7 separate regions of the Mus musculus genome follow, and regions 2, 3, 4, 5, 6 and 7 are each linked to region 1. A link is a contact called in public ChIA-PET, HiChIP or PLAC-seq and promoter capture Hi-C data. All regions are on one chromosome and are shown on one strand. The core of a region is the stretch at or near the end of the contact, and the rest is flanking DNA. Distances in the headings are between cores, read along the strand shown. Region 1 holds the start of Tsen15 (tRNA splicing endonuclease subunit 15). Region 2 overlaps 1700025G04Rik (RIKEN cDNA 1700025G04 gene). Region 3 overlaps 1700025G04Rik (RIKEN cDNA 1700025G04 gene). Region 4 holds the start of Ncf2 (neutrophil cytosolic factor 2). Region 5 overlaps 1700025G04Rik (RIKEN cDNA 1700025G04 gene). Region 6 overlaps 1700025G04Rik (RIKEN cDNA 1700025G04 gene). Region 7 overlaps 1700025G04Rik (RIKEN cDNA 1700025G04 gene).

Region 1 (4,305 bases), core at 1,221-3,720:
ATTATTTAGCAAATCCTCCATTCTGGAGGACTAGCTATACTTAAAGCTGGTAGGTAAATGACAATTATTAAAAGCATGAGTTATAAAACAATAACAGACTAGGTCAGAGGAAGTATTCTCAGGGCATGAACTGGTGATCTTTTCATGACAGAATAGATGCAGTCAGCCTTGCAGGACTTGAGTGTATGGAGAAGCGCAATGGTCCAGTGGGAGAAATTATGGCAACCAAGAATAAGCTACAGAAAGTCAAGTCTATAAAGAATCATTGCCACCAGGAGCAGAAAAAAATTTAGATTTTCATTGGGCTACGTTATGGGATGCCTCAATTTCTCTGGCATCTAATTTGCATATAGAAAAAAATCTGCTAAATTCTGAACACCTCCTGCTCTTGAGTGGGAGTTATTTGAGCTTTAAAGAAGCAAATTACTTCTTTCAGACTTGCTAGCTGTAATAGGAAAATCCCAGGAATCTACCCCTGCAGGGAGGCCCTGGGCATCCACACACAGTGGGGCAGGTGTGGTAAGGCCCTGGCCCTGGGCATCCACACAGTGGGGCAGGTGTGGTAAGGCCCTGGGCATCCACACAGTGGGGCAGGTGTGGTAAGGCCCTGGGCATCCACACACAGTGGGGCAGGTATGGCTGATCAGATATTCCAGAACCTTGAGAGGGCAGACCTAATTGGCTGCATGATAAATGTGCAGGTTCAAAAGAAGGACTTTACGTGCCCCAGATCTCAAAAAGTGCTTGACAGTGGTACTGAGACATCACTTTGTGTTAGGCTACAAGGTCTAATTTGTTGTTCCTGGAAGAAAAAAAAAAAATCAGGAAGATTTGGTGGTTTATACAGCCATTAAGTTCAATGGGAAAAGAATCTGCAAGTAAGAAAACTGTCTAGAGGCAACATCAAACCTAGATGGAGTTTCAATGGGTTACTAATACTTATATAGTACTTTTTATGTCAGACACCTTATAAACATTACCCTATGAGGTTAAGTACTACCATTATCCCTATTTTTTAATGAAGAGAGGTAAATATACCGAGACACGTCAAAAAATTGAAACAGAACTGCGATGAAGTCAAACAAGTCAAAGTTTACCAACTTTGAAACAGAAATAAGATTCAAACTTGGGAAGTCTGAACTGGCCTCCATGTTCCTAGTCACTGTTGATGTCTTCTCTGTTTCTCTCTACATCCTCCCCTGTCGTTATGGTAACTAGTGACATTCCCACGCTATTGTTTATGGAGTCGATGATGGGAAATCAAAGAAAACACCAAGCATAGATGGGCGTGATGGCTCACACCTTTAATCCCAGCACTCGGGAGGCAGAGGCAGGCGGATTTCTGAGTTCTAGACCACCCTGGTCTACAAGGTGAGTTCCAGGACAGCCAGGGCTATACAGAGAAACCCTGTCTCGAAAAACCAAAACCAAAACAAACAAACAAAAACAAAAAATAAAAAAACCCACCAAGCTTCATGAAGTGCTGAAAGGTTCCTTTTTTAAGATTTGTATTTACAAATATTCGCTTTCCTTGATTGTTTTAACACACTTATCCGACTCAATAACTCTCAAAGGGGGGAGTTGCCATTTTATTAATGAACCAGTCCTGGAGGTCTCTGTACAGCCTTCATTCATTATCAGCAGACTGCTTGTGGCTTAACGGATACAAAGTTATCAATTTCCCAAGCAGAAGCAAGCAGAAGGTTATCCTTATTTTCCTTGAGGCCAACACAGAAAATACAATGTCAATAGTTCTCTGGCCTGTACAAGAACTTACTCAAGCTTTCCAAGAAAGAAGAAAAATTAGGATTCTGTCCCCATACAGAATCAAGATGCACACTTTGGGCCTAAGGCTAAGTGTAATACGACTGTGCCTAAATACATTATTTGCGGACTCCTAGATCTCAGCCGTAGTCCACAAACTGTTTCTGATCGGTTAGCTGTGGACTCAGCCCATCTCAGAAAGGACTACATAGTTAGGAAAACAGGTATTAATGGAGGGCTCATCAGCGGCCTCTGGGTTAAGAGTGGCCTTGGCAGCATGACAGGAATGGTGTTAATCTATACTATATAACTCATATAAACAAACAAAAATGACACTGCGGGCGACCAGTGGCCTTGCACTCGGGGGTCCCCCCCTACCCCACGCCGCGAGGCTGGCGTGCGTCCTCCGCCGAGACGCGGGCCGGAGAGGGAGCGCGGTGCCGAGGGCCGGGTCGGCGCCCTGCTGGCCTCGCGCCTCCTGACCTTAGGGTGTGTGCCCATCCAGGCGTCCTCCGGAGCCCATGTGTGGGCGCCGCCGCCATCGCGAACGGGAGCCGGGCCAGGCCCGCTACATCCCGGGGTAGGTTTGGAATCGCTGCGCTCCTCCATGCCGCCCGCGCAGAAAGCCGTGGTGCACCGCAAACCCCGCTCGGCCAGAAGCAGACGGTCCAGCGCGCGGGAGTTCCGCTTCCCGCCGCGCACACTGGGCGGAGAGTTGGCCGGGCCACGCCCTCTGACTAGGGACCGGCACCAGCGCGGATGAGCTCCGCCCCCTCCACCTTCCCTCTTCACCACCTCCAGTCTGGGCAGGTTGTAGGGTAGAGAAAGTTAACTAATAACCTGAATTCAGAATTCTTCAGCCCTTCATAAACCCGTGCTCTCTAGCTTGAGAAATGAAGGATTCTTAACCCGTCTTTGCCTTCAATTCCTGGGAGCAGAAAAAGACCCCATTCAATGCCCTGCTGTCGAAGTTTAAAATTAAAACACAGTTGTAAAGCAAGTCCATCTTTCAAGATTAGAAAAAAACATGAAGTGTTGAACGGGTACTGAGAACTAACGTAAACAAATGACTTAAAAAGCCAAAGATGTGACCCTTCAGACTGATGGGTAGGACATGGCAAGTGGGTTTGGATTTACCCTGAGTAAGAAAGGAGCCAGTGGAGGTTCCTGGTATTAAGAGGAGTGGTTACAAAGCCACTATATTAACCAAGACCAAAAAGGCTTCCAAAATTAAAAAAGTACCAGGCAAAAGAAAACTTGTGATTCAAAACGCAGTAGATTAAGAATCTTGTGTTGAACCAGGCAGTGGTGGCCCACGCCTTTAATCCCAGCACTTGGGAGGCAGAGGCAGGTGGATTTCTGAATTCGAGGCCAGCCTGGTCTACAGAGAGAGTTCCAGAACAGCCAGGGCTTCACAGAGAAATCCTGTCTCGAAAAACCAAAAAAAAAAAAAAAAAAAAAAAAAAAAGAATCTTGTGTTGAAACAAAACTTTGATGAGACCATTACATCCATCAGCAATGAAATACAACAAACCATATTTTTAATGGATGGAAATCTCAAGGGTCAAATCTCAAAAATGAAAATTTTTTTTAAAATCCAAATAGGTATTCTGTAGTTCAAGATTACAGTTTTGGAAATAAAGATTTCCAGTGGGTGATTTTTGACAACCAAAATGGAATTTGGGGGGAAGAGCAGGTGAAGTTGCAGATAGATCAAGAGAAATCACTACAGATGAACAAAGAGTGAGATGTTATTTTCATAAGTGTGAGGGTGGCAGGGGGCAAAGTGCCAGGCTTAGTGGTGAATGATCATGATCTCAGTATTCAGGAGGCTGAAATGGGAGGATTGTGATGTTGAGCCCAGCTGAGTCTACAGAGTGAGTTCTAGATCAGCCTGGACTATAGATCAAAACCTGTCACAGTAAACGAACACGCAGAGAATGAACAACGCCTTAAGGAGTTGCCCCATGTTAGTGAACTAATAGGAGAAGGAGGTAGAAAACACTGAAGAAATGATGGCCAATTTTTTTCACAATTTCAATGAAATAAATTTGCCATTACAAAATGATAAAAAAAGTACCAATTAAACGAGACATGAGTTCCCATTGTTGAAGAAAAGAAAAAGAGAAAACCTTAAATATATCAGAAAACTAACTACGAGCAAACTCCACCTACAAAGATTCATATGAAATCATTATTTTTGCCTCCATAAAACAGCTGTTGACACATTCTCCCAAAAGCAAATACTACTAAAATTAGGAGGCTCCCTGAAGCAGCAAACACTGACACTAATTCAAGAGATCAGAAATGAAGAAACTCTCCTCTCTGGCTCCTAGAGCTTAAATCGGTCAAAGAGTTAATAGCATTTGGTTGCTAAACTGAGAATGGAGATCCTGGAACTCAGGAGGGAGATCTGAGAGTAGATTCTATGTGAACAACACTCCAACATCTGCAAGGGAAGATTTTCTTTTTTTTTTTTTCTTTTTTCTTTTGATTGGCTATTTTATTTATTTTATATTTCAACTGTTATCCCCTTTACTG
Region 2 (4,305 bases), core at 1,281-3,780, 490 kb before region 1:
AGCAAACTTGCTAGCCAGATTAGCCAACTGAGCAAGCTCCAGGTTCAGAGAGAGCCTGTCTCAATAAATAAAGTAGAACATGTCTGAGAAGTCATTGAGGTCAACTCCAAGCCTCCACATGCATATGCACACACGTGCACCCTGGCCCCCAAGCACACACAACTGGGCACAGTGGAGGCAGGAGGATTCGCTGGCCAGTCAGTGCGCCCTAACTAGCGAGCTCCAGGCCAGTCAGAGACTTTGCTTCAAAGAAAAGAGAGGCACTCCTGAAGATGGCACCCAGGGCTGTCTTTTGGTGTGTAGATGCATGTGCACACATGGACAGACAGACAGACAGACAGACAGACACACCCCTACCTTCGTATCTGCACACATTTATACTTATACATTAAAAAAGAGAAAACTTCATACTGGCAAAAATAGCCAAAGGATTTAATATGAAATCTATGAAAACTAAGACAAATTCATACTTTTCTTTTAAATGAAGACATGTGTAAGGAGGTAAAGCACAGAGGGTGGGAAGTCATTCACAAGAAAATACAAGCCAAAGCACACAAGGAGAAACACACTCTGCTCTAGTAATAAAAAAGCCTAATAAAAGCAACGAAAAATTAAATACTCATAGCAGCCAGTGTTTGAGGGTGTGCAATGGGTAAAGGCTTCACTCACTGCTAGTTGGGACACACAGTGGGTGCAGGTCTCACTCACCGAGAGCTGGGGCACACAGTGGGTACAGGCCTCACTCACTGCTAGATGAGGCACATAGTAGGTATAGCTGCTTCTATGGTGGCTTGGCAATCCTAAGAAGCCATGCGAAGATTTGTATCCTTTTTTTTTTATAGTTATCAAAGAAATAAAACCCAAAGATACACGATCACAGGTGGTAAGTGGAGACTGACCACAAGCAAGCAGGAAAGCCATTAATAACGGAATACAAGTGTTTCAAAGTTAGAGTGTGCTGATAGCTGTGCAGTTGGGCAAACTTACTAAAAACCATTGGCCCATGCATGTAAAATCAGTTAGCTTTATATGTTTGTAAGATCAATTATACCTTGATGAAGTTGTCAAGTTTATAATTGTAAGTATTTATCTTGTAACATTTTTATTAGGCATGGAAAAAAGTATCTGAAAACAGGTACTAAGCTATGCTCATGTACTGCCCCCACTAGACAGACAGCTCCAGGGGGGTGGCGTATTCTCTGGGCCTCAGTCTGGGCTTACACTTACTACTCTCTGTCATTACACATCTCCAGCATCCACTGCCTGGCTACTTAAGTCTGTATGACCTGGGTCTGATATGGCATCTTCCTGTCGATTTGTCTCCAGATGCTCCAAGGAGACGCTGTCCCTTCCCCTCTTGGTGGCCCTACGTTACCCCTACAGGGTGCCGAGTGATTTGGCTAAAAAGGTGGCCTCCCTTACTTGACGCTTGCTGCTCATCTGTCCTTTGGTGTCTACTAGAATCCTGTGAGCGTCCCGTCACATGACTTGTGACCACTCCACCTTGAAAGGAGGCTGGTGAGTGTCAGCAATCAAAATACCCTGCCCTTTTGATTAGAGAAGGAAGCAGTCATTGTATCTTAGAGCCCCTGGAGGAAGCCCTGCCTTCTTTAACAACTCAACAGGATCAGCTGTAGCTACAGGATGAGCAGAGGTCAGGCTGGCTGTGGGCTTGTGCTGCTCCAACAGTGTGGAATGAGGAGAGGGCTGGGCGGATGTAAGGAGGGGTTAGAAGTTGATGCTAGAGTCCCACTGTCCCCTAGCCCACATTTGTATGTATTTAAACTAGTCTAATGTGCAGCATACATACGTGGGAGCAGTTCCACTTTGATTTCTTTGTCAGTCCTGGGGACTGAACCTACAGTGTCAATGCATGCTAGGCACGTGCTCTGCCCTGCCACATACTCAGGTTTGAATGATTGCTATCCTTCTGTAACAGGCTCTACCTGGCACTGCAGGACGTCACTGCTTTCTGAGTAGCCAGGAACATTTTGATTAATAAAATGTGGTTGCCCCATCTGAATTCCTGTACATAAATTCAATAGGAATTTCCCTTCTCCGCCCAGCTAGCTCACAATTTATTCCTCTAGGTATCACAGTCCTGAGGCAATGGCATATCCAAGTTTCTGTGGAATGTGGACATCCAGCCTTGAACCAGGAGCATGAGGCAGGATAGCCACATTCACAACTTCAGTACCCAGGAGCCACTAGCCAGAATGCAGAGGAAGCACAACGGGACCAGGCTGGGGAATAAGAGCCTCTGAGACTAGGATCTTACAGCTCCGGGTGGGGGTGTAGGATAGAAGCAGACGATGTTCCCAGGGCTAGAAACATCACACGTCACTTTCAGCTCCACTTTCATTTACCAGTGACAGCTTACAGCAACAGTTTTAAATGCGGAAGAAATGCTGAAGAAAACAAAAAATAATTAGTTGCCCCGTTAAAGTCTCCTCCCCCGGCTCATTTCATTAGAAAAATCAGTGGAGGCATTAATGGCTGTCTCTGTCTCTAATGAGCTTTATTCTAATTAGGCTCAGACATTATTATTTCAGTTGGGAAAGAGGCCTGGTGGGTGAGGAGCTGCAGAGTGTGACCGCCCCTGACTGCTGCTCAGACCACATTCAGGAAGATCCCGCTGTAGCAGTCCTGGGATACAGGACTTTTCATTTTCAAGACAGAACGTGTACTCCCCTGCCCGCCTCCCCCTCTCTTTACTCCAGCACCGGATTCATTGTAGCTACACCAACATCCACCATCAGCAAGGGCACATCAGAACCTTTTAAAGCTCCCATTTCCCAAACTTTGTCTGTCTTTGGTACTTAGACCACTTCAGTGATCCTCTTCTCCACAAGGCAGTGACGAGGAGACGGGATAAAGACCTTGGGATGCCTATACTGGCCAGGCCATACCAAACCCAGGTCCCAGAGGGAAGACTGGCAAACTTCCTCTGGCAGGGCCAGCTAGTAGATACTTGAAGCTCTGTTCCTTCTGGCCCCTGTTTCAGCATAGCAAGTGCAGCTTAGTCCCCACAAAACAGCAGTTTTCAACCTGTGGATCGTGACCCCTTTGTGTGGGGTAGGGGGTTAAATGACCCTTTCATAGGGGTTGCCTAAGGCTATTAGAAAATATTATAATTCATAACAGTGTCAAAATTACAGTTATGAAGTAGCAATGGAAACAATTTTACGGTTAGGGTCACCACGCTGTGAGGAACTGTATTAAAGGGTCACAGTGTTAGGAAGGTTGAGAACCACTGCCATAAAGCATCCATATCGCTGAGTATGGTGGTGCCAACTATCCCAGCACTCAGGAGGCAGAGGCAGGAAGATTATGATTTTAAGGCAAGCCTGGGCTCCACAGTATGACACTGTTTTAAAACACCATCAACCGTGACCCCTCAAAAAATACTCTGTGGCTACCAAAAATGGGATTTCATATCACTTGTCAAATAGTGCAAAATCTTTTTTGTCCCTTCGCCGGCCAGCTCTTAAACACGTAAAGACCACTCTCTTCCTGTGGGCAGGAAGTGTTTCAGGCCTAGAAAGCGCAGCAGTGATCTGTCCCGACACCAGGAGGCCAACGCAGCTTTTGCCTTAAGGATCAGACACCAGAGCTGATTTCTACCCTGAGAGCTTTGCCATTTCTTCCAGGATGAACCGAATTCCGCAGGACACCAACGCAGAAAACCCCTGCGCGGTGGCGAGTTATAAAACACCATTTATAATCTACCACCAAGAAAATGGTAGCAATCAGAAATTAAATTTAACAATCCATCTGTCTTCAGTTTGAATTTTCACGTTTCATCTGCTTCTTCGCCATCTACACCTCATTCTCCCGTGGTTTCTATCCTATGAAAGGCATAAGTTTTCATTTTACTCTTTCTCCACCGGGCATTATCTTTCTTCAGATTTTTTTTTCATGGAGATAAATAGATGTAAAATAAATTTTTGTGAACAGTTTCCAGGTTACCTGGATGAGCGTGATTCTAAGAGATTCTTAATTTTAGTGTCTTGTCAGTTTCTCAGTCCAAGACAGGAATTCTAATACAACCTGCTTGGTGGGTGGGGGCTTTATGGGTCTCCCCAAGGCTCATTTTATACAATTGGCAAAACTAGATTTGAATTCATTTGCCTCATGAGGGAGATGTGCTTCCAAATTTTGTAAAACCTTTACAACCTGAGGAGGCAGATGTTTGGGCAGACAAGTCACACCCCTCTGACTTGATTGACAGCAGCAGTCTTGGGACCATCAGCTTGTTCATTGGATTACAGATGTCTCTCTACTTCCTCCAAAGGATGGTGACCA
Region 3 (4,305 bases), core at 1,081-3,580, 470 kb before region 1:
AGCCATGCTCAGAGGAAAGGGTCTCTGGGGGTGGGGCACCGGGTCACCAAGCTCATCACTGAGGGAGTTACAGTTTAAAGGATTACTGAGAGATGGTGGACTCCTCAGCATGCGGGGGCTTTGGCTGGAGGCCAGTGGGGGAAGCTCCTAAGGGTGCACTTTGTCTCTGAGATGTGTGAGAGCAAGCAGGCAGTGAGCAAATGCTTCCCTCTTCTGCATCCTTTATGCAGGCAGAAGCCATGCCCAGATTAGAGGCGGATCTTGCCACATCAAAGGCCCTGAATTAAAAGTTTATCTTCCCACCTCAGGGATCTGGATTAGAAGTGAATCCTCACACTCCCTCAGAGGTGTGCCCTGCCCTTCAGGTTTTAGTTAATTCCTGATGCTGTGAAGCTGACAACCAGTAGCCACCACACCAAGCAGGTTGTTTTAATCTCAGTTTTTCAAGGACGGCCCAGCAATGACATGCTACGGCCTTGATATCACAGGAGGTGGCTGTTCAATGTACTTGCATTCCTGGGAATTAACTCGGCCTTAAGTAGATATACTGTAAAGATTAACAGCCTCTCAGGAGATGTAACAATAGTCTCATGTGACAAAGTGATTTTATCACCAACATGGACTGAGCACTAGAACAATCTAGAAAGTGATTAAAAATCCATTTATTTATTTATCTATTTATTTTTAAGCACCCTATTGTATTAACTTCTTTTAAGATAGCTTCTTGCTTTGTAGTTTGGTTTGCCCGAAACTCAGTGAGCAGTCTGGCCAGGAACATGTGACAATCCTCCTGCCTCCGTTCCTAAGTGCTAGGATTGCAGTCATACGATCATGGCCAGGACATTAACGATTTTAGTAAAATGAGAGTGTTCATATGTTGGGAAGCCATAATATCTTCAAGTACCCACGCCATTGAGGAAATGTACAACTTAACTTTTCAAGTTAAAGAGCTCTTAAAATTACATATTAAAAGCAACAGTCATGCAATTGGCACCTAGATTAGAAGACAGCCTGTGTCTCTCCCAGTCAGGAGTCACCATTTCAACTTCATGTTTTTTTTTTTTTTTTTTTAACTTGGCTTTTTGTTTTGTTTTGCTTTTGTTACTTTGCCTTATACTTATATGCAAAATATTGCTTATTTATGTCTTTGACTTTGAAGGAACAGCCTGCTACTTACCATTCTGCATGTGCCCCACCCTGATGTGTGTAACATGTACCCACCTCATTCATTTTCACAGACGTGTAGCATCCCCATCAGAAGAACACACCACAGCACTGTTACCCATTGCGTTACTGATGGACAGTTGGTTTTTCTTCTAAAAGCTTATCTAAACTGCTGCTATGGACATTCTAAAATGTCTCCCAACACAAATGTAAAGTATTTCTCAAGGGCATAAACCTGCCACTGGCGGTGCTGGGGGCTTCAACTTTACTACATAAGAAACTGGCTTCCTCCAGCTTGCACTGCTGTGTAACCCACAGCAGGGTCTGAGAGCATTATTTATTTGTCTTCTGGCTAACTTTTATGTTGTCGGACTTACAAGTTTTTTGAGAATCTAATGGAATGAAATAACATGCTTTTCAAACAGACCAGCCACTCGGATTCCTCTTCAGTCAAGTGGTTGTTCATGTGTTAGCTCAGTCTCTGGGTTTTGCAATTTTATTTTAAAAATTATTTTCTATATTCTGGAAAATATACATTGCCATCTGTATGCCACCCTCTGCTTTGTGACCTCTAAGGCATATTCTGATGAAGATATGTTCATAAGTTGAATGCAGCTATTAATTAGTATATCTCCTAAGATTTGTTTTATCTTATATCGTGTATATGTCATATCTTAAATAACTGCCTCCTCCCACCAATATGAAAGCCACAAAGCGATGTTTCTTTTTTTATTTATTTCACTAACTGGCCTGAAACTGTCAGCTTTGATATGCACTGAGGATGCTCTGAGACTTTCCTTTTTACTGTCTCAATTACTAAAGCGTTATAATAAGCCTTGATTACCTGGGAGGCAAAAAAAAAAAAAAAAAAAAAAAAAAAAAAGGAGTTTTAAAGACAATAGGAGGAAAACAGAAAGGAGAACTTACTTTGCTCTGGGTTGATGAACTAATCCAGGGATTTCTTTATTAGTTTTAAGCCTTGTGTTCGAGCTGGCACTTTTTTCCTGAAAGGCAAGCACAAGCGTAAGAGACAAGATGAGAATCTGTAGTCTTAACAACAGCAAGCACTTTCATCACTAACTCTCTGATCTACTAGAGCCCCTCGACTGAAGCTGTACACCTCACAAAGACAAAGGTCCTTGGAAAGGTGTTACACAATACAGGTGGAACCCGCCAGACATCAGAACAGGAAGTACTGTAATGAAAAGAGGAGTTGTCTTTGTAACAGGCAACCACTCTGTTTAGAAAACAGCATGCAGCTAGCATTTAATTACTGATTTCTAATAGGGAGAGAATGGACAAAAGGCTTCAGTGTCAGGAAGAAGGGGCTGGGATAATCACAGGCATTGTCTACCTGTCCAGGTAAACTGTGCAGTGTAAGACACTAAGACACAGCGTGTGAGTAAGAAAGACTCTAGCTGGGACAAGGACATGACTACAAATGACTAATAATAGCTTTGCTTACAGTAAATTTTAGAACTAGATTCTCCTGGATCAATAAAAGTCTTTGGCTTTTAGCTTGACAAGATTATGTCTGTCCAGCAGAGCAGCCCCACGGGGAAGAAATATTAAAGTGCTGGTGTCTCAATAAGTATACTGTCTCAAAAAGACATCCATTCTGTGCTTCAGAGACATACGTATGTGAAGTGCTTTACTCGTAGCTTGAAAAACATACCCTTAAAGTAGAAAGAACACTCTAACCCTCATTAACAGGAGGCTGTCCGTCCCTAAAGAACTTGAAATGTGGCCAAAATCGAAGAGACCACTATTTAATTTAGGAGCTAGATACCACAGTGGACTAGCTCACCAGCTTCACTTCCTGTGGAGTGACCTGGATGACATGACACCCACGAACCCCATGATTCTTCTGTGTCCCCATCTTTCAGCAGAGACACACCATCTCATTCAGTGACATTCCAGCAACCTTGATACAGGTTCTTATTTACCATCAAACACAAATGAGCACTCTGAAAAATATGGTAATTTCATGTTCTGGGGAAAGAAAACAATCACCATTTCCCTACAGGTCACCTTACCTTCTTTATAGTAAACTAATGTTATTATGAACATTTAGGAGAATAAAATAAGGCTGGCACGGTGGGTCACTGAGCAAAAGTGTTCACTGCACAAGCCTGATGACTTGTGGTCCATCCCCAGAAACCTCGTGCAAGAGGAGAACCAACTCCCAAAGCTTCCTCCATGCGCATGCTGTGTTGGCCACGCCCCCTAATGATACACAGAATAAATTTAAAACCAAGTATGGGCTACACACTGTTTCCTCTCCTGGGGTACACAAGGAACAACACCTAGTTACTGCGTCTTGCGCAAGGCAGGTAGAAGAATTAGCAAACTAACACAGCAACTCCAGTAGCCCAGGGCCCATGTGAACAGCCACCACTGGGGCTGTGCTGCCCAACAAGGGCTTCAAGCATCACGCAAGGTGCTCAGCACAGGACAGCAGAGTAAAGGAACTCTCCTAGCAAAAGACCTGCCTCTCTGTCTTAGAGAGGAGCTGAGAGGAAGCCTCCCTGCAGGGTGGAAGACACAGGGTTCTTCCAATGTGGATACTTTCTCCACTGAAGCTGCACGCTTTCTTAAACACTGATAAGTGGGCAGGTATGACCTGCCACTTCCCTCTTGTCACTCAATCTCCTAAATTCCTAGAGCTCAAATGATCCATCATCACTTTCCACATCATAGAGGCAGGGAACTGGCAACTCACACAACTGTAACCTATTTATATTACACTTACAAAACTACCCGACATAATTATAGTACCTCTTCAACTCGCCCTTAAAAACCTATTATACATACTTATATCTCTTAAATATAATGTGTTAAATATTATATATAATTGTTATGTTATGAACAGCTCCCAAATGACAGAGGCACAATGGCAAAACTTTCTACTATGCATTTATGTCTTTATTTGACAAATTACAATTTACCAAAACCAATAGTAACAAGTTATTGAGAACTTATTTTGAGTAAGACAGTATTCTAAGAATCTACATATATTGCCTTATTTATTGTTCATAAGTATTTACATACATTAGCTCACTGTCATACCTACTCCTCTCCTAGTTACAAGCCATTTTATTACTCTTCCTCTTTTTCATTCTTGAGACATTGCTGCCTCCT
Region 4 (4,305 bases), core at 882-3,381, 410 kb after region 1:
AAATTTTAATTACTGTGCCTAAAAGATCCATGAAACAAAAGTGCCTTGGCCAGGCGTGGTGGCACACACTTTTAATCCCAGCACTCAGGAGGCAGAGGCAGGTGGATTTCTGAGTTCGAGGCCAGCCTGGTCTACAGAGTGAGTTCCAGGACAGCCAGGGCTACACAGAGAAACCTTATCTCGAAAACCAAAAAAAAAAAAAAAAAGTGCCTCGGGCCTGTAAACCCTGGCCAAGGACAGATACTTCCTGAAATGACGGAGGCTATTGTTTATGGAAGAAGCAAGTCACGTGTTTTCACTTCCCCAAACAGGTTCAGTTGAGCCAACTACACGAATGTGCTAGATGACATGTGGGCAGGAGGTACGGAGACAGGAAATGGGTCAGGATGGTTGCTCACCCCTGATTGGATCTGATCAAAACACAATGGCCTTATGGCGTTCAGGAATAGCCTGGTCAGAGTCTATCATCCTGGCCAGTATTTAAAACGTTTGCTTTAAATTTGACTCAAAATTGTGGTAGTGGTCCTATTTTTTCCCTCGGGAGGATAAACATTTGAGGCCAGCCTGATCTACAGAATGAGTTCCAGGATACCCAGGGCTACACAGAAAAACCCTGTCCTGAGGAGGAAAAAGAAAGAAATGGTTACTTATTTGCTGGGTGGCACATGCCATTAATCTCAGAAGTCAGGAGGCAGATCTCTCAGTTAGATGTGTTGTTCCAGGAACCACGAACTCCAAAAGATCACCAAGCAGCCCTTTGCGATGTAATAGCATTAGGGTCTCTTTATTACAAGCGCAGGCTTGGGCTCTCCTCCATCCCAATCCTGACACAGCAAGGACAGAAAGGGAAGGTGGAGCGGCCTCGAACCCTCAGCAGGACAAGTTTTTATAGAAAAATAGGAGCAAGGGAGGGGGTGAGGGAGAGGGTGTCCAGTCTGGCAAGCATCTAATAGAATGGCTATAAGCTGAGAGGTGGGTGCTCTGAAATAAGGCCGTATACAAATAGCCTGAAGGTACATCTGAAACAGTCAGACTAATCTTTGATTAACTATTGATAGGAAGTAGCCAGGAAGTGTCCTCTGGCCAAGGACAAGCCGTGTGGTCCTTCCTGGTACGTGGGTACAGTCCCAAGATGGGGTAGGTTTGGTCTCTCAGATGGCCAGTCTGGCCTACTGATCAAGTTCCAAGACAGACAGGCCTACAAAGAGAAACCCTGTATTGAAAATCCAAAACAAAAGGCAAGCTTGATGGCACACTAAATTGTAAGGGCTTAGACTTTGGCTGGAACTCAGAAGAGCCCTGGGAAAAACTGAGCTCGGGTGCTTCTCAGTCTCCTCTCTGCCACCTCCCCTGACCCCTGCTCTGGAGGGCAGAGCATGGCAGAACCTACCGCTCCCTCTCCTGACCCTAAATTCTGATTCTCCCCCCCACCCCCCAAGACAGGGTTTCTGGCTGTCCTAGAACACTCCGTAGACCAGGCTGGTCTCGAACTCAGAAATCCACCTGCCTCTGCCTCCCAAGTGCTGGGATTAAAGGCATGCACAACTACTGCCAGGCTTAAATTCTGATTCTTGAGAGCTAGAACTTCACAGGCCTTGCTGTGTGTCCATTGTATTCCAACCGGCTGGGAGTGTTTCGGTCCAAATGTGGGCCGTGCTTTTGCTGTGGTTCAGACAACAGATCCCAGAAAAGAGGAGGGAGCATGGATGCTTCACTTACTGTCATACGTTGGCAGACACATGCAGAATGACCACATGCTTTCAGCTGCTACAACAGAGGAATCAACAGAGAATCTTAGAGATTTCCATCTTACTAAATGTGGAAATGGTTGGGTTTCGAACTTGGGACAAATGGCTTAGGTGGCTATAGCATATCAAAGCAGAGCTGGCCACCAGCTTCTCTCTGTAATCCTCCACCCTCTACGTGTCACAGAGCCTCCTATCAGGCATACCCTGCCTCCTATCCTGAACTCTTGGGCCTTGAGGTCTGCTCTTCCCTACATAATCCAATCATTTCTGTAACCTGCTGTCTTTGTGCCTTTGGGCCTCCTGGCTGCTGTGCCTGGCTCCTCCCACTCCCTTCTTCCTCCCCTTCCCTCTCCCCACATAGCACAGCTCAGCCTGTTCCTGTCTATTCAGCACTCTCCCGGAGGTCCCTGACTCTGGCTGTGCTCTCTCTCCCACACAGCTATAATAAACTCTCTCCTCCACCATATCTGGGAACAGTCATGTTCCTTTTCCTTTCTTATTTCTTTTCTTTCTTTTTCTTTTTTTTTTTTCCCATTCAGAGTGTGTTTCTAACTCGTCACACTCTTCCTTTTCCTGTGATGACAAGGTCGGTGTGAAGCTTTGTGTTTCGAGCTTGACAGGATCTAGATGAGCCTCAGGTCACACCTCTGAGGGATCGTCTGCCTTAGGTTAACTGAGGTAGAGCATCTGCTATGAAAAGTGACCAGGACTTGGGTCCTCCCTGCATAAAGAGAAGAAGGCTACGTGAGTATGAGTTGGTCCCCTGCATCCTGACAGTGGGTGCCTTGTGACCAGCTGCTTCAGGGTCTGACACCATGATTTATCCACCATCATGGACTGTACCCTGGAGACTAGTGAGCCCAAATCAACCCTGCCTTCATTACGATGTTTCTGTCGGAGTGTTTTACCACAGCAAGAAAATTGACTACTTCACAGCTTCTCCTCCTGTGATATCAGAAACCACTTGGTCTCCAGTAGTCTTTAGCCTTAGATGTCCTCGGTGCGAGAGTCCTTGCCTGAGGAAGCAAGCCGAAGAAACTGCATATGCGATCCCAGCGCAATCATGAAAGAAACCACATAACGTTATCTGAAAGAGCCCCCCAGCACTGCGATGGGATAGCGTGTGGGGGTTCAGCATTCTGAAAGAATGCAGAACTGAAAAGGATGACTGTAGCCCCAAAGAGAGCTAAGATGTGTGGGGCGTGACACCATTTTATTAAAATGTCTTAGATCTGCCATATTTACTCAGAATGTTAGGTGCTAGGTTCTGTGGGAAACAAGGAAAGCAGAAGGGCGCTCCCTGCCTCTAGCACTTACAGCAGAGCCCCTGTGTTCAGGTGCTGGGATAGAGAATGAAGAGAAATGCAGAGGAAGGGAAATCAATCTCTGTGGCCTTCTCGGGGTCAGGGAGGGTTTCATGTCGGGTGTGAGACAAAACTGATTCTCTGAGGACAGGCAGGTGGGCTCTGGTTGCACAGGCCTGGAATTCTAGCTACTTAGGTTGTGGCGAATTCAAGCCAGACCTAGGCTGCAAAGCAAGTTCAAGGACAGTCTTGGAAACCTAGTGAGATCCTGTCTCAAAATCATTTTTTAAAAGCCGGGGAAGGGGCTGGAGTTGGAGGTCAACGGTAAAGTACTTGCACAACATGTGAGAGGCTCTGGGTTTGATCTTCAGTACCGGTGGGGTGGGGTGGGGTAGGCTGGGAGGATGGATAACAGTAAAGTCTTCAGAAAAACGTATGATGAGAATCCACATTTAGGGTCTCAATTGTTTATTTGGTTAATTACCCATTCAGCCAATCATGAGAGTTTTACTAAGTATCCCTAGGAAGATGCTGGCATTGTTTGAAGTATACAGAGCTGAAAATGACCCCAGTCTCTTGCATGCTTAATATGAGGGTTCTTTGAAAGAATAAGTATACCTTACACATTCATTGTGACTAGGGTAGTCTGCCAACCAAATAAAACAGCAGTCATGATTTTAAAGGCTACCTGTGGCTATCTAAAGTCACGTAGAATCTAGATCATTTTTCTCTTGCTCCATTTTCCTTCCTTCTCCTCTGTCTCTGTCTCCAAAAACCCCAGCTTCGCCTCCCTTTTCCCTGTCCAATTACAGGCTTCTTGTTGTATTAACATTCAAATTGATTGGACCTGGAAAATTCTGCTACACAAAACTGCTGGGGTCCCACCCCCACATTCAGGTACTGAGATGGAGCACGGAGAGGCAGAGCAGAGGTTGATGATCTCTGGCCTTTAACCCTCTCTTGTTCTTCTGGGCCAACAGCTGATGGCTTCTGGAAATTAACTCTCTCTTGGTATTGGGGGCGGGAGTTGGGTGGGGAGGGAGGGTGCTGGTGGCAAAAGCTGACAATTAACTCCTGCTAATAGCAGCAGAGGATTAAGAAAAGAAACTTAGTTATTTGGGCTCTTTATTCTTTGACTCAGGCCTCTTGCTGTCCAGGTGAGAGGCCCAGAGATCCTTAACCAAATGAAAAGAGAGAGAGAGGGAGAGAGAGAGAGAGAGAGAGAGAGAGAGAGAGAGAGAGAGAGAGAGAGA
Region 5 (4,305 bases), core at 571-3,070, 410 kb before region 1:
ACGTCCAAGATTGATAAAGAGGCACAGCACCTTTCCCGCTATCCCTCTTATGCACAGCCAACGGGGGTGGGGGGAGAAGGAAGCCACCAAAGCCCTCCCCTCACCTACTCTGCCCTTCTCTAGCTGATGATCATCCAGAAGATCTTCAGGCTGATGTCAAACTACATTATGCGGGTTATCTCCCCTCTGTAGAACTTAAGCGCCGTATGTATTTGGGCCAAGTCTAACGCTGAAGCGATAACCACATGCTAGGGAAGTATTTAGTCTGCTGTTGGTTTATATGTGGCATCTCCTCCATGGGTTCCTGTGTTTGGTCACTTGATTGTTCTGGAAGGCTGTGGAACACTCAGATGGAGTAGTATTGAAAGAGGTAGGTTGCTGGAGGGCAGGCCCTAAGGCTTGACAGCCTGCTCCACTTCCTGTCTGATCTCTGCTTCCTGCTGCATCAATTATCAGGGATACACGTGTCATCCCGGGACTGCCCAGGGCCTTCCTCTTCAGAATGGGCATTATCCCCAGGAATGGTGACCAAAATGACCCCTCTCTCCCTCAAGCTGCTTCTTCTTGTGTATGTGGTCACATCAAGACAGGTCACTAATTGTCCTTGTGTAAATAAAGGACCAAGCGTGTCCTCTTTTGCTTTGTTGTGGGAACTTTTCAGTGTCTAAAGGTCCCTAAGCCAGGAAGTGAGTCCCTCCAAGTTCAGACACTCCCATTCCCAATGACTCGCCCAAGTCAAAGGCATCCTTCAACTCTAAGGACAAGACAGAAATCAAAAGTTAGTGCTGTGCATCATTTGAGAGAAAAGAAAATCTCCTCATTTATACAAAGGCATCTTGAAAGGGTGAATCAAGATCAGTGCAACACTTGTCAATCTTGGGAGCTCATGCTCCAACCGAGCACAAGAAGCAGACCGGAGTGGCGCGACTGAACAGCTCTCGCGGGAGGACGGCCTCTACATGGTGAGTGTTAATTAAGGAAAACAAGACAGTGTTTTATTAAACAGTGAGGAGGACTCCCGACACTAGCAGAGGCAAAAGGTTGCATTCTGCCAAGTCTAAAGTAATATATGCTTAAATTATTTGCAATGAGAACTGTGAACTCCCATGGAATGAAACTGAACAGTTCTCAAGGTCCGTCTGGCTGATTTATATACCCCCCCGCCCCCGGCCCCTGGAATCTATCTACCAAAGACAAGAAGAAAACGCCACCATCTTGCTTATGACTGTGAAGTAGTCAAAACCAGAAAACTGCTATAACATTTCCTTTGAATACATGAATTTTCAACCAAAGTTCTAAATGCTAAAAATAATAATAAAAATCTCCCTTGAACATATTATCAGTTCTTTCTCATATGTTCCTAAGTAATGAAATTGGATTCACAAAATTAAAATAATAATGGCCAATAATGGCATAGTCTTCCCCAGAACTGTGCTACTATCTTACGTAATTTGTACAAATTCTCCCTAAAGTGAGTTCCAGGATCATGTCCATTTTGCAAATCAGTTAGCTGAACTTGGTGTGCCACTAGTTTGGAGCACATCTGTATCTATGAATCTTCCCCCATGCACAGATATTTATGGGAAAACACAGAGCACTGCTGTTTCAGGTTCATTTTAAAGAATCCTACACAGCATCACAATACATCACAATGCATATATCACAATACATATATCAACACGGAGATTGGCATGGTTTTCTCCAAAACAGTTCCAATTCCTTTTTTAATTGCTACCTAGCATGATGTAACTACTGTTCTCCTGCTGACAGGAAGAAAGGTCTGCCTTCAACTTTCTATAAACAGCACTATTAATGAATGTCTCACGCAAGCTTCCTCCTTCATGCAGGCAGCTGCCCATTGTACACAGATGTAGAAGTGCTGGGTCATAGCCATGCATGTTTAAATTGCCAGAGATATTAACCACTACACTGCCCTCTGAGAGAGGTGTTTACCGCTGGTACATCAACATATATTTTCCTACCATCAGGTCAAAGTCTGATATTATCAAATTTTAAGTTTTTGCCAATCCAAATGGATGAAACATGGGATCACATTTTAATTTGCATGTCCCTAATTTCAATAAGTAGTATTAGATGACACCACCTAAACTGGCAATTAAGGTCATTGAGTGATTGTAGGGACATATAAAATGTATATGTACACTAAACATATTATTTTACTTTAAGATACCAAGATGTATATTTCTTTTCTCATCTATTATCACAAGGAAATGGCTTTTCCTTTTCATGAGGGATACCGACCATGTCCTCAATGCACAGCTGAGATTCCTGTTTGATTTCTTAAGGGAAGTTAGAAAGTAATGGCCTCGTAAAAGAATCTGAATGTAGAATTCAATTAAACAGCAAGCTTTTAATAACCCGCCTTCATCAAGACTTTTCAAAGCATTCCATTTAAATTTCACTGTAACAGCTCTCTCCATGCTGGTGTTTCACTGGCTTGCATATTATTTAACTAAATTACATAATTACAATGACATTCAACCAGCACAAACCGGTTTGAGAACCAGCACACCTCTGGCTCTGGGAAACGGGAAAAATCAGATGAACAAAAGCTCAAGTGTGTTTAGGGGGCAGCCCACCAGAGCCCCAGTGAAGCATGCCTTGCGGGGCAGTGTCCTTCAGGCACACAAAGAAAATGCATCTCTAAGTATGCACAGTCTAGAGCATGGGGAACAGCCTTTTGTATGCCTGTGAGGGTCTGTGCTCTACTGTGAACCACTGGGTCTATTCGTTTCTTTTTTTAAAGAGATCACCCTTTCCTTGTATATTTAGAGGTACTCTTTATGTATCTCAGATATGAGTCCTTTCACTGTGTTCTGATCACAAGTGTTTTCTCCAAAGCTCCTAACCACCTCCATCTTGCGGCTATTCAGTTTTTCAAAAAGAATTTGACTCTGATATCTGAAAAGAAAGCTCTCCCTTTACAGTTCTTGTTAATCTAAGTCGCCATGAAGAAAGTCTCCCTTTGCCAAGACCTGACATAGCTTTCCCTATATTTTCTTCTAATTCTCTAATTCTGAACTCCAGAAGCTTAAGGCCCAACTTTTAAAGCTAGAAAAGGAGAATCTGGAATCCAGGTTGCCACTTGTGTCTGAATAGCTTTTTGATGGTTAAAAAAGAAAAGCAAATCAATCTACTACTTCACCTTGCTTAAGGAGGTAAGAGTAAGAACCAACGTAGAATATGCAGATGTAAAGCAATGACAGAAATCAGGATAAATGTCTGCTGTGGATTCTTCTGTGATGGCCACAGACGAATCATCAGCCATGGAAACTGACGGAAAGGCTTAAGTGACGGGAGATCACAAGCTTTATGGAGTGACTGCTGGGCAGAGTGTCCTGCGAGACTGGACACTGACCAACACACACACCATACTAACAGATCACCGAGAATCACTTCGAACTTTGGAAAGCATCCTGCTCATTCCAGAATCAAAGACATCTAACTCCTGTTCCCACGAGAATGCTTGTGCACTGGAAAACCGCCATTGGCAGCACAAATCCCAATCATTTGGCCAAATGTAGGCGCGGGGTTGCCGTACGTGTCACACGAATCAGCCAGAATGACCCGAAGCCTCTCTCTTCAAGTGTGTTTGGCTTGCACAGGATACTAGTGTTAACTCTGAGCATAGAGCGAACAGGAATGCGTTTGCAAGGATGCGAAGGGGGGTGGGGTGGGGCAGATTGTGCTGGTCTCAGCAGGATGAGCAGCGAGGACAACCTCAGTCTCCAGCTTCCTCAGGTTTCCAAGGGACAAGCACGTGGAGCAGAGGTACAAAAGCGGGGAGCCAAGGCCAGGCTGTCCCAGGCCAGCTTCCAGCATCAGTGCCGAGATCTAGTCATTGAACCCACACTGCATCGAGCAAGGAAAACTCTGCTCTCTAGTATCGAGTATTTCACCTACCCAGATCTTTGCTTTGCCTGTTGATGATAAACACAGCAACTACAAACCTTCATGTGAGAAGCCTGGAAAAACTAACTTTTACTTTTTGGTCATCGTCCTTTTCCCATGCATTTAAGAACTGCTGTTAGAAATTTAAATGCCATTTATGAAGTATGTCATTATCTAGACTCTTCTCAATACCCTTGTCCCCCAGTCTGTGTCCTGGGGATGGAGCCTGTGGACCTGTCTGTCCCAGGCAACTCCCCCCCCCTCCCCACCCAATGCTGAGAAGTCCTTTATTTTCAATACTTAAAATATAAAATATTCCCTTGCTGACATTTTACTATTTAGGGCCGTTGGTCACATGTTTAGAAGAGAAGGAAGGAAGCAAAACTGATCGCC
Region 6 (4,305 bases), core at 893-3,392, 380 kb before region 1:
ACACACACACACACACACAAACACACACACACACAAACACACACACACACAAACACACACACTCACACACACACACACACACAAACACACACACACACACACACACACACACACACAAACACACACAGAGCTGTGACAGAATCTATAGCAATGTACCATTCAAAAAAGCAGATCACATTCTGACAGGATGGCGGCAGAGACTAGACAGAGGAAGTGGTGTTGCTTTGGGGTATTAAAGATCTGGTAGAAACTGACCAGTCTGAGAACACAGAGACAACATGCAGACGTGAGGAGCAGATGAACTAAGGCCCGGGCCAGGGAAAGACAGAGCATGTTTGTGTACTTGCTCCAGAAGGGTCAGGGCAGGAAGAGACCAGCACAGCCAGTGCTTTGTGAAGAGCCCAGAGAAGGCGTGGCTTGCCATTTCCACCCAACTTAATAAAGTCAGTATCAGACGTCATAGGATAGTAGCACGGTTATCTCCCTGCTTACATCCTTTAGTCTCAGAAGACCCACCACAGAAACAAGAGATGAGAAGAGAGAGGAGGTGAGAAGTCCTCCCCAGCCCGTAGCAGCTAAGAGTTCTTGCAATCCCTAGACCTGCCAGTGGTACTGAGGTTTCTGGATTCTGTCAGCACCTTCTTAGCCCGGCATCAGCTCTGTCCCCAGCTCAGCATCAGAGGAAGATCACAGGTGTGGATGGAAGCCCCTTTCTTTCCAAGTAGGAAGTCTATGAGCAAACCACCTCACACGGGCATGGGGGAGACAACCCGCACAGACAGGAACCTCTCTCCACACCTCTCGCCACCTCTCCAGAATCAAAGAGAAAACAAAAAGAGCGGTGAACTAACACAATCACTGGGGTTCTGAGAAATAGGAGGCAAACTCACCACTCCCTCCACAGTCACCTCAGGTGACTTTGTTTTTTAATTCCAACTTCACATTTGAAATGTCATGCTTCTTGTGTGGTTTCTCACAAAGACATCTGAAGCCTTCCTCTTGCCCAGCTGTGAATGTTCAAGACCCTCAACTGATGAAAATGGAGCAGTACCAACACGGCATATACCATGCTTTTCCTTATACACGTATTTACAACAAAAATTACTTTACATTAGACACTGTTAGCGAGTGATGGTGATTACTAGTAAGTAGAATCATTACACCGCACTAAGGCTCATGGGAACATGTTGTTCTCTGTGGAACGAGTCAGGACTCTTAGGATCTTCATGGACCATGAAACTGTGAACGCCAAGACCACAGGTGAGGAGAGACCTCTAACGTGGGAAGCTGACAGGAGTTAACCTCTGACCCTGAGTAGCATTACAGTGCTTCTCATTCTTCGAAGCTGTGTTCACATTAAAAACGCACTAGGATGTAAAGTGTTATAGTTACATGAAAACAAATGTTTGTCAGCTTCAGGCTGACAGATATATATTTATATTTCACAGGGAGGGGAAAAGGTAGAGGAAAGAGGTGAGGGAGAGTGGGAGAGAGACCTTGAACTCCTGGGCTCAAGTGATCTTCCTGTTTCAGACTCTCACTAGCTGGGGCTGAGGGCATGTGTTACCACATGCAGCTAATTACGCTTTAATAACCTCTGTCACTCAATAAGAACTGGTGCTCAACCACTGCTCCATGTGCAGTTTATTTCTGAAATACACTATAGCGTATAGCTTATAGCAGTATTTTGATTTTAAAAGTGGCATGTTCAAGTTTTACAAGCTTATTGAAACTATATTTTAGTAAGTTTACCCTCTGGTGGTACTGGAGTCATTTGAGGCTCAGACCTCCAATTTGTAAAGTTAATCACGCACAGATCACTGAGGAAAAGCTTTAAATATGTCACAAGCACCTGTCCAATCATTCAATCATTTAATTAGCAGATGTTAATTGGAAACTCCTTAGTAATAGACAGTGATTGGTAGGTACCAAGCTCACGGTGGTAAGCAAGATGAAATATGATTTTCCTCTCTGCCCCCATAGAATATAAAAGATCAGTGAAGGAGGTAATTAGACCAGCTTCGAGGCAATGTGGTCCAAGCTCCTGCAGATTGAAAACACCACGACGTCAGGGCGTTCACCCCACAGGCACCTGACTCAGCTTTGAGAAAGTGAGCCTAGAGAGGTGTTGGGGTTGAGACCAGACCACATCTAAGGAACCATCATTAAAACGCCTTTGAACTGCATGTGTAATGTCAAGGTTACATCTCCACTCATTCTCAGTCAACGTAAGCTGTCCTTCTGAGCGGACTTTAGAAATGTCTCCCTAAGACTGCTGGGATCACCTGCTCAGGAGAACTCCCCTTTGGTTCTCACCTTCTCATACACATCAGCTTCCTTTCAGCTTCCATCTTTCCTTCAGCTAGGCCTGAGTTCTTTTCCAGCCCCCACCGCACTCAGAGGCAAGGCAAACAGGCACGCCAGACTCCACATTTTCACACCAAGTTATTAACAGCAAGCTATTGCTTGAAGCTGCAGATCGCAGCGTGAGAACTGAGCCAAAGCACCTCTTTGAAGTTTGATGGACACTTCTAAAACTGACTCACAGGTTCGTCTGTCTTCAAGCTATCTAGGAGACAGGACCATCATGCATCTCAGAAAACACAGAGCCAAATTAACTGCTTATGGTTTTGTGTATAGCTCTCCTCAAATGATTGGGGGCCCTACACATCATCTCTAATGTCCTCAAAATGTGGGCACCACAAAACCATGACCTAAACTAATCCAATGCCATTTTTATAGACCATTTCCCTAATTTTTACAAAATCCATCAACAAATTTATGAATCTAATTCAGATTTTTTTTAAATGAAGAACTTCAAACTCGTGTGACCCTGCATGTGCACCCTTTCCCTATAGCATGTTTCAAAGTTCTCCAAGCATCATGGGGTTGCTACTGCATACTAACTCATGGCACACCATGGAAAATTCCACCTATATGCACACATGAATTTCATATGCATGCCCATCACAAGGAAAAATGGGAAGCAGGGTTTCACTTTTAAAAAACCACTTTCAGAAAACTTAAAACCAGAACAAGAAAAATTCAATTTTTTGAGGACAATCCAAGAGATTAAATGAACCCCTTTGTTTAAACAAAAAGGCTACCAGTAAAGATTTTTTATTACATAATGTTATAGGTAATTCTACCTCCTACCAATTAATCAAAGACCTTTTCATTTTGAATAGGAATTCCAAAATATTTGAAATAATTTTCTAGTGAAAAAAAAAACACATCTGAAAAAAAAGCAAATTAAAAAAAAAAGATAAACCCCATAAAGAAACCCAAGCCCAGAAAGAACGTGGACATGAAGGCCCACACAAGGGTTGCAGGGCTGGAAAGAAATCAAATATTGACTGCAATGGGCACACAGAGAGCTATGAAGACAGCAGTTAAGACAAAGACGAAGCTGCATGATTAATAGACCGAGTGAAGTGGCCTCCTTGTACTTCTGATTAAAAAGGGAAGCCAAGACAAGGCATCATGTAAAAATGCCTTCCTTTTAATGAAGAAAGAGCCAGCATCTAAGCTCCATAAAGAAAAAATATATATGTATATATAAATAACTAATCGGTCTGTTGGCCCATCTGCTGTGTTTCTCAATAATGAGTGTTGATGCACAGCCCACTGGGAGGGGAGAAGAAAGAAAACTTAAAAGTGATTTCTAATCTTCCAGTGTCCTTGGGCTACTGTTAACACCTCTTCATATTTCAGTGCGATAGCTAAAAGATACAGCGATGTCACATTTGACACATAGGTATCTAGAAGCCAAGTCTCCCTGTCAGCATCACAGGCCGTCCCCATCCCTCCACTCACGCATTTGGTATCCTGACAATCAACAATACGTGAGTAATGTCAAAGGCACAAGGATTTTGGCTTCTGTTTTCTTAATGGGAGAACTCACACCTCTGAAGACAATAGACAGCGGGTACCTCAGAGAAATACAGTAGTAGAGGCCTCATGCAAGAGGGCGCATTTCTGTGGGAGTTTCCAACTGAGGTGGAGAGACAAGGTGGGAAGTAGACACGAGGCTCAATAACTCTAGTTTCCGCTATCATAGGCCTGCCGTCGGACCAAGGCTGGGCTTCATACAGCCAAGCTCGATTCTGTGGCCTATCTGATCCAAGGTGAGAGGGAAAGGGTAAAATGACCAGTTGTTTAAAAGCTTCCTCCCACCTAGATTCAATCCATGTACACACTGGTTTGTTTGGTTGGTTTGTTTTGTTGTTTTAAAACACCTTCTCCATTAGCAGATGCTTATAAGTCTAAACAGCCTGGACATTTCTCAGAAGTACTACTGGGTAG
Region 7 (4,305 bases), core at 912-3,411, 350 kb before region 1:
AGACGCACTACAGGATCCTGAGAAAAACAGAGGAAGCGGGTGCATTTCAAAGTCAGGTTTTGCTTTGTTGCTGTTTTTAATGTTCACTTTTAGAGACTTTGAATAAATACCCAGAGAAGAGAAAACTGTAAAACACAGCCCCTTGGACCCATGTCTAACTTTAAATCAATCAGCTGGGGCCTCTGGGATCTCATTCCTAAATATTAGAATCTGTCTCTAGAAGGAATGCTTTAAAAAAAAAAAAAAACACCAAAAGCCTAACTCCCCGATGATCTGCACACCGTTTAAACTTTAAATGCCAGGCTAGTGTTCAGTCCTCAATTCCCTCTTACTGATTTCCTTTGTTTGTAGTCAGCATCCAGGCCCTCCTCTATCACAGACCTCCTTGGTCTCCTTCAAGCCACAGGTTTCCTCTGTGTGTGTGCTGGTTTTGGTCTTGGTCATTTGACCTGGGAAGTTTTGATGTTTTGTTGATTACAACTACAAAGTATCCTCTACCAACCACCCCCACTTGACCCCTTCATGTTGTGTACATCGGCACTTGGCTGTAGACTTCTGATCAGTTAGATTCAGGTTCAGTATTTTGGCAAACATAATTTTAAAGACTGTTGAGTTCTATCAAGATATATGAAGGTATGTATATGGGAGAGGCAGCTTAGTCAACGGTAAAGTAGTGACTGCTATACAAGGAGAAGGATCTCAAGATGTCAGTAAAAGCAGGGGGAGGGGAAAGAGGAGGGGAGGGGGGCAGCAGGGGGAGGAGAGGAGGAAGGGAGGGGGAGGGGAGAGGATGAGGAGAGGAGAGAAGGGGAGGGAAAAGGAAGGGAGAGGGAGAGGAGAGGGGAGGGAAGGGGAGCGGAGGGGAGGGAAGGGAAAAGGATTGGGTGTGGCAGCACAAATTTGGAATCCCAGCTAATCTGGGGAGGAAAAGCTCACTGGCTGAACTGGCAAGCCCCAAGAAAATGGCAAATCCCATCTCAAAAAATAAAGTACATGACTCCTAAGGAATGACACAGGAGACTGTCCTCTGACCTACACACACACACACACACACACACACAGAGAGAGAGAGGGAGAGAGAGAGAGGGAGAGAGAGAGAGAGAGAGAGAGAGAGAGAGAGAGAACTGACATACTTTATTTATCTCTCATAGGAAAAAAGAGCCATTTCAAAAGGACAATCTGAAAGCGCTCGGGTAGGTGGCACTGAACCACAACAAATCCTGTCTTAACAAGTTAAAAAGCAAGAAGTGATGCTTTGTCCTCCAGCTTCCAAATGTGCTTGGTGCCAACCCCCCACACCACACACACACACACACACACACACACACACCACACACACACACACCACACACACACACACACACACACACGGCAACAAACAACAACATACTACAATCTTTTATTTTTGTGTTTACTTCGATGGGAAATCCTGAGTTTTAAAAGTCTGCCATTAAAACTGTCAAAATGAGAAATTTCTGTGCTCTCTTCCAAGAAAACTCATAGAAGAGAATTCTCTACCATGTCAACTCAAGGGATCGAGATCTTTAGCTTCTAGACAGAGTCCATACAACCACAATCCTTTATCTTGCAAGAAAAATATTTAGCCAATGACACAGTATTGGTGTTAACTATTAACACAAGATAACACAGGGACTCAAGGTGTGTGACCCGGATTCTCACCACCCTCCCCCATGACACTTCTCTACAGGAACACACTCAATGCATCGACTGTCTCTCTTCTGGAAAGCTGCCTCGTTGCCTTTAACCTGTCTCTTGTGTATACCCCTAAAGAATAAATTTCTCTTCAACATTTATATCCAATATGCTCCAAAGCATTGAACATCCCCATGTACTAGAATTACCCTGTCATTAGAAATAAATATCATGTCTAAAACAAGGCAAGTTTTGAATTATAGAGCAGTAGTCTAAGGTAAAATTGACCCAGAAAAATAAACAGACTTTTCATTACAAAAGTGTACATCCAGATCCTGGCATTTAAGAACGAGTCTGTTCTCAATGCACACCTATAATGTGACTTTTGTTAGGGCGGATGCTAAGTCAAAGGCCAGCAAGTGATGCCAGTGCAGAGACCGCAGACAAGCAACCACTGCAGAGAACAAGAGAAAAGGCGACAGATGAGCTTTTATAGGAAGCTGTGTCACCTGACAGGCCCAGCTCAAACATTTCCTCTGCTGGAAGCGTTCCCCCCACACCGCATGGAAGTAGTAACCCAACACAGCTTGCTGTTTTCTCATTTGCATCCTGTCTGTCTCAGCACAAATCACAGTTCATGTGACCCTTGAACCAATGCTGAATCGTTCTAGGTGTTTCCACACTGAGAACTCAGCAGGTACCATCGGGGTCGCCTCAGATTGGAAACTCTTAATTTTTAGACGCCTTGTCTGCCTCCATCCACTGGGCTACCCTTCTCCCTGTGAGCATTCAGTGTTCCCTGAGTGACAGCATAAAGTAGTTCTCTCGTTCTCTTCATGACAATCATGTGACCTGCACATGTTTTCTGCATAGCTATTGCACGTTCATCTTCAGATTAAAAGGAACTAGATTAGAATTGAATATGACTCCCTCCAGAGTCTCCCAGCTAGTAAGCGGGTGACCTGGAGCCTGCTGTGGTTGAGAATAACGGACTGGAGCAATGGTGAGCATAACTCTGGGGACAGAACTCAGAGAAAGGGTCAGAGATCTTCCTTTGCCTGGGATCTCTACGTAAAGCGGCATCATGAGAAGGAAGAACTATGAGTTAGAGCTAACACCTTCAGATGAAAAGCGTGTTAGCAGTCTGCACTCCCCAGGAAAAAGAATTCTTTCATTGAAAGAACTTTAATATCTGCTTATTCTAGAAAGCCAAGCTGAGATTCGAGTCACTATGGGAAACGCTGTCCTTGTGCAGACCCCACCGAGGGCAGGACATCCCACTTCCTACTCAGGGCACACATCAGGCTCAAGATCCCCTCGAATGGCCATCTTTCAGACTCTGCTGAGCTATCTTGGCCCAGTGACCTGTTTCAGAGTCACCACATCAGCATCTCAGAGTGCCCTGTCTCCAGATATTCTGCAATGGCCAGCACAACAAAGGGCACTGATGGAATGACAACATTCTAGAGACTTCACTACCGTCCCTTAGAGAGGACCAGGGCAGCTTCGGGAGAAAGGGTGCAACACCCAGAGAAATAAATCAACAGTCTAATTACAGGGAAAGAATGTGGAATGAATTCTCCCAGTATACCCAAACAGGATAGGGTATATAGGGATGTAGTATCTCAACACTTGGGAGGCTGAGGCAAAAGGATGCTGAGTTTGAGGCCAGTCTGGAATACAGAGTGAGACCATGAGGTCAGAAAAAGAAGCAAAAGTAGGAGTGGACACAATGCTGCTTTCTCAGGTACAGTATTTACAAAGGAATTTTACATTGTAGGCTCTGGCACCAACCGCAAACTCATGAAAGTAGATTGCCACAGGGCGTGGAGCCTTCTGGTAGAGGGGGAAAGTTGTCACGGTATTTATAGACTTTTTCCCCCCAGTGGAATATAAAATCCAGTACTCAGGGGTGAACACACTTCAGGCTGTAAAACACATTGGAGTGCTTCTTGTCAGCCCCAGGCCCCAATCCATGAGCCAGCTAGGGAAGAAGGCCCTGTCATACACATACTGGTCTCACCCAGAGCTGAGTGTGCAGGGCGCACCGCCCACAGAAATAAAACAGACTGTGGCAGTGAGAATGGAAGTGTTAAATAAACGATACAGCGACTTTGCACCTAAGCGTTAGGGAAGGGCCTGGGAGTGGGAAATCTCCAGGAAAGGCATGGAGGCTTTCTCCACTTCCCTTGGTTCGCCTTTGATTCACACTCAAAACCCAGACTACTGCTATTACCAACTTCAAATTACAATGCCTCGTGTGAAAATAAGCCGGGGGAGAATGGAGCCAATTCTTTTAAAATGACAACGTCATATGGTGTTTTAATTATCTAAAATACTGACGGTCAAACACCAAATTCTGACTTCCTCGTAACAGTCACACATGGAATTATCGACTCACACGGTGACAATATAAACTGATAACATCATAATCTTTTCATTTATAGCTTCCTTTTTTTCAAACACAGACATTTTTTTTTTCATCACAGAATATATCCAAGAAGATAAGATAATAAGGATCACCTGACATGTGACAAGAGAGCGGAGTGGGGGTGGGGAACCAGGAAGGAGAGAGGGAGAGGGGAGTGGGGGTGGGGAACCAGGAAGGAGAGAGGGAGAGGGCAGTACAGAGGATTCAGACAAGGTACAATG

The links. Promoter capture Hi-C pulls out the DNA fragments that hold promoters and counts their contacts. ChIA-PET counts read pairs in DNA pulled down with a chosen protein or histone mark. HiChIP or PLAC-seq counts read pairs in DNA pulled down with a chosen protein or histone mark.
Region 2: a contact with region 1 is called in an H3K4me3 HiChIP or PLAC-seq map of embryonic basal ganglia, with 3 times the contacts expected there. The contact joins the enhancer-like site here to the promoter of Tsen15 in region 1. A contact is called at or near these places in 6 of 39 promoter capture datasets (the 3T3-L1 cell line, the C10 cell line, embryonic stem cells and 3 more), 1 of 484 Hi-C or Micro-C datasets (CD4 T cells), 3 of 115 datasets of contacts at active chromatin or transcription factors (embryonic basal ganglia, memory CD8 T cells and neural tube) and 3 of 9 other capture datasets (adipose tissue, liver and macrophages).
Region 3: a contact with region 1 is called in a promoter capture Hi-C map of hippocampal neurons, with 4 times the contacts expected there. The contact joins the enhancer-like site here to the promoter of Tsen15 in region 1. A contact is called at or near these places in 11 of 39 promoter capture datasets (the 3T3-L1 cell line, the C10 cell line, cranial neural crest and 8 more), 2 of 115 datasets of contacts at active chromatin or transcription factors (bone marrow-derived dendritic cells and neural tube) and 3 of 9 other capture datasets (adipose tissue, liver and macrophages).
Region 4: a contact with region 1 is called in a promoter capture Hi-C map of liver, with 2.8 times the contacts expected there. The contact joins the promoter of Ncf2 here to the promoter of Tsen15 in region 1. A contact is called at or near these places in 1 of 39 promoter capture datasets (liver) and 1 of 115 datasets of contacts at active chromatin or transcription factors (bone marrow-derived macrophages).
Region 5: a contact with region 1 is called in a promoter capture Hi-C map of hippocampal neurons, with 2.9 times the contacts expected there. The contact joins the enhancer-like site here to the promoter of Tsen15 in region 1. A contact is called at or near these places in 8 of 39 promoter capture datasets (the 3T3-L1 cell line, 3T3-L1-derived adipocytes, the C10 cell line and 5 more), 3 of 115 datasets of contacts at active chromatin or transcription factors (cardiomyocytes, embryonic hindbrain and large pre-B cells) and 2 of 9 other capture datasets (liver and macrophages).
Region 6: an RNA polymerase II ChIA-PET map of memory CD8 T cells shows a contact between it and region 1, with 46 read pairs. The contact joins the enhancer-like site here to the promoter of Tsen15 in region 1. A contact is called at or near these places in 3 of 39 promoter capture datasets (cranial neural crest, hippocampal neurons and neural stem cells), 4 of 484 Hi-C or Micro-C datasets (bone marrow-derived macrophages, cortical neurons and nephron progenitors), 3 of 115 datasets of contacts at active chromatin or transcription factors (memory CD8 T cells, oligodendrocyte precursor cells and thymic regulatory T cells) and 1 of 9 other capture datasets (adipose tissue).
Region 7: a contact with region 1 is called in an RNA polymerase II ChIA-PET map of memory CD8 T cells, with 17 read pairs. The contact joins the enhancer-like site here to the promoter of Tsen15 in region 1. A contact is called at or near these places in 2 of 39 promoter capture datasets (frontonasal cranial neural crest and hippocampal neurons), 2 of 115 datasets of contacts at active chromatin or transcription factors (large pre-B cells and memory CD8 T cells) and 2 of 9 other capture datasets (adipose tissue and liver).

What each region holds. Positions count from the first base shown.
Region 1 is chr1:152,384,212-152,388,516 of GRCm38.p6, forward strand. Tsen15 (tRNA splicing endonuclease subunit 15) reads right to left here and starts at 2,471. Exons shown (of 5, transcript NM_025677.3): 1 at 2,248-2,471. The coding sequence starts at 2,373.
Region 2 is chr1:151,898,626-151,902,930 of GRCm38.p6, forward strand. The region is part of intron 5 of 1700025G04Rik (RIKEN cDNA 1700025G04 gene); the gene reads right to left. Among named protein-coding and RNA genes, the nearest start is that of Edem3, 150 kb to the left of the region's middle. Within about 2 kb of position 2,531, at least 10 of the 459 cell types and tissues checked have an H3K27ac peak or open chromatin away from gene starts, as enhancers often do. A contact at or near this core is called in embryonic basal ganglia, where this site is marked.
Region 3 is chr1:151,918,956-151,923,260 of GRCm38.p6, forward strand. It overlaps 1700025G04Rik (RIKEN cDNA 1700025G04 gene), which reads right to left. Exons shown (of 6, transcript NM_197990.3): 4 at 2,092-2,168. Among named protein-coding and RNA genes, the nearest start is that of Edem3, 170 kb to the left of the region's middle. Within about 2 kb of position 2,331, at least 5 of the 459 cell types and tissues checked have an H3K27ac peak or open chromatin away from gene starts, as enhancers often do.
Region 4 is chr1:152,798,022-152,802,326 of GRCm38.p6, forward strand. Ncf2 (neutrophil cytosolic factor 2) reads left to right here and starts at 2,132. Exons shown (of 16, transcript NM_010877.5): 1 at 2,132-2,492.
Region 5 is chr1:151,975,216-151,979,520 of GRCm38.p6, forward strand. The region is part of intron 3 of 1700025G04Rik (RIKEN cDNA 1700025G04 gene); the gene reads right to left. Among named protein-coding and RNA genes, the nearest start is that of 1700025G04Rik, 110 kb to the right of the region's middle. Within about 2 kb of position 1,821, at least 13 of the 459 cell types and tissues checked have an H3K27ac peak or open chromatin away from gene starts, as enhancers often do. A contact at or near this core is called in hippocampal neurons, where this site is marked.
Region 6 is chr1:152,008,314-152,012,618 of GRCm38.p6, forward strand. All of the region lies in intron 1 of 1700025G04Rik (RIKEN cDNA 1700025G04 gene), which reads right to left. Among named protein-coding and RNA genes, the nearest start is that of 1700025G04Rik, 80 kb to the right of the region's middle. Within about 2 kb of position 2,143, at least 25 of the 459 cell types and tissues checked have an H3K27ac peak or open chromatin away from gene starts, as enhancers often do. A contact at or near this core is called in memory CD8 T cells and thymic regulatory T cells, where this site is marked.
Region 7 is chr1:152,036,115-152,040,419 of GRCm38.p6, forward strand. All of the region lies in intron 1 of 1700025G04Rik (RIKEN cDNA 1700025G04 gene), which reads right to left. Among named protein-coding and RNA genes, the nearest start is that of 1700025G04Rik, 52 kb to the right of the region's middle. Within about 2 kb of position 2,162, at least 53 of the 459 cell types and tissues checked have an H3K27ac peak or open chromatin away from gene starts, as enhancers often do. A contact at or near this core is called in memory CD8 T cells, where this site is marked.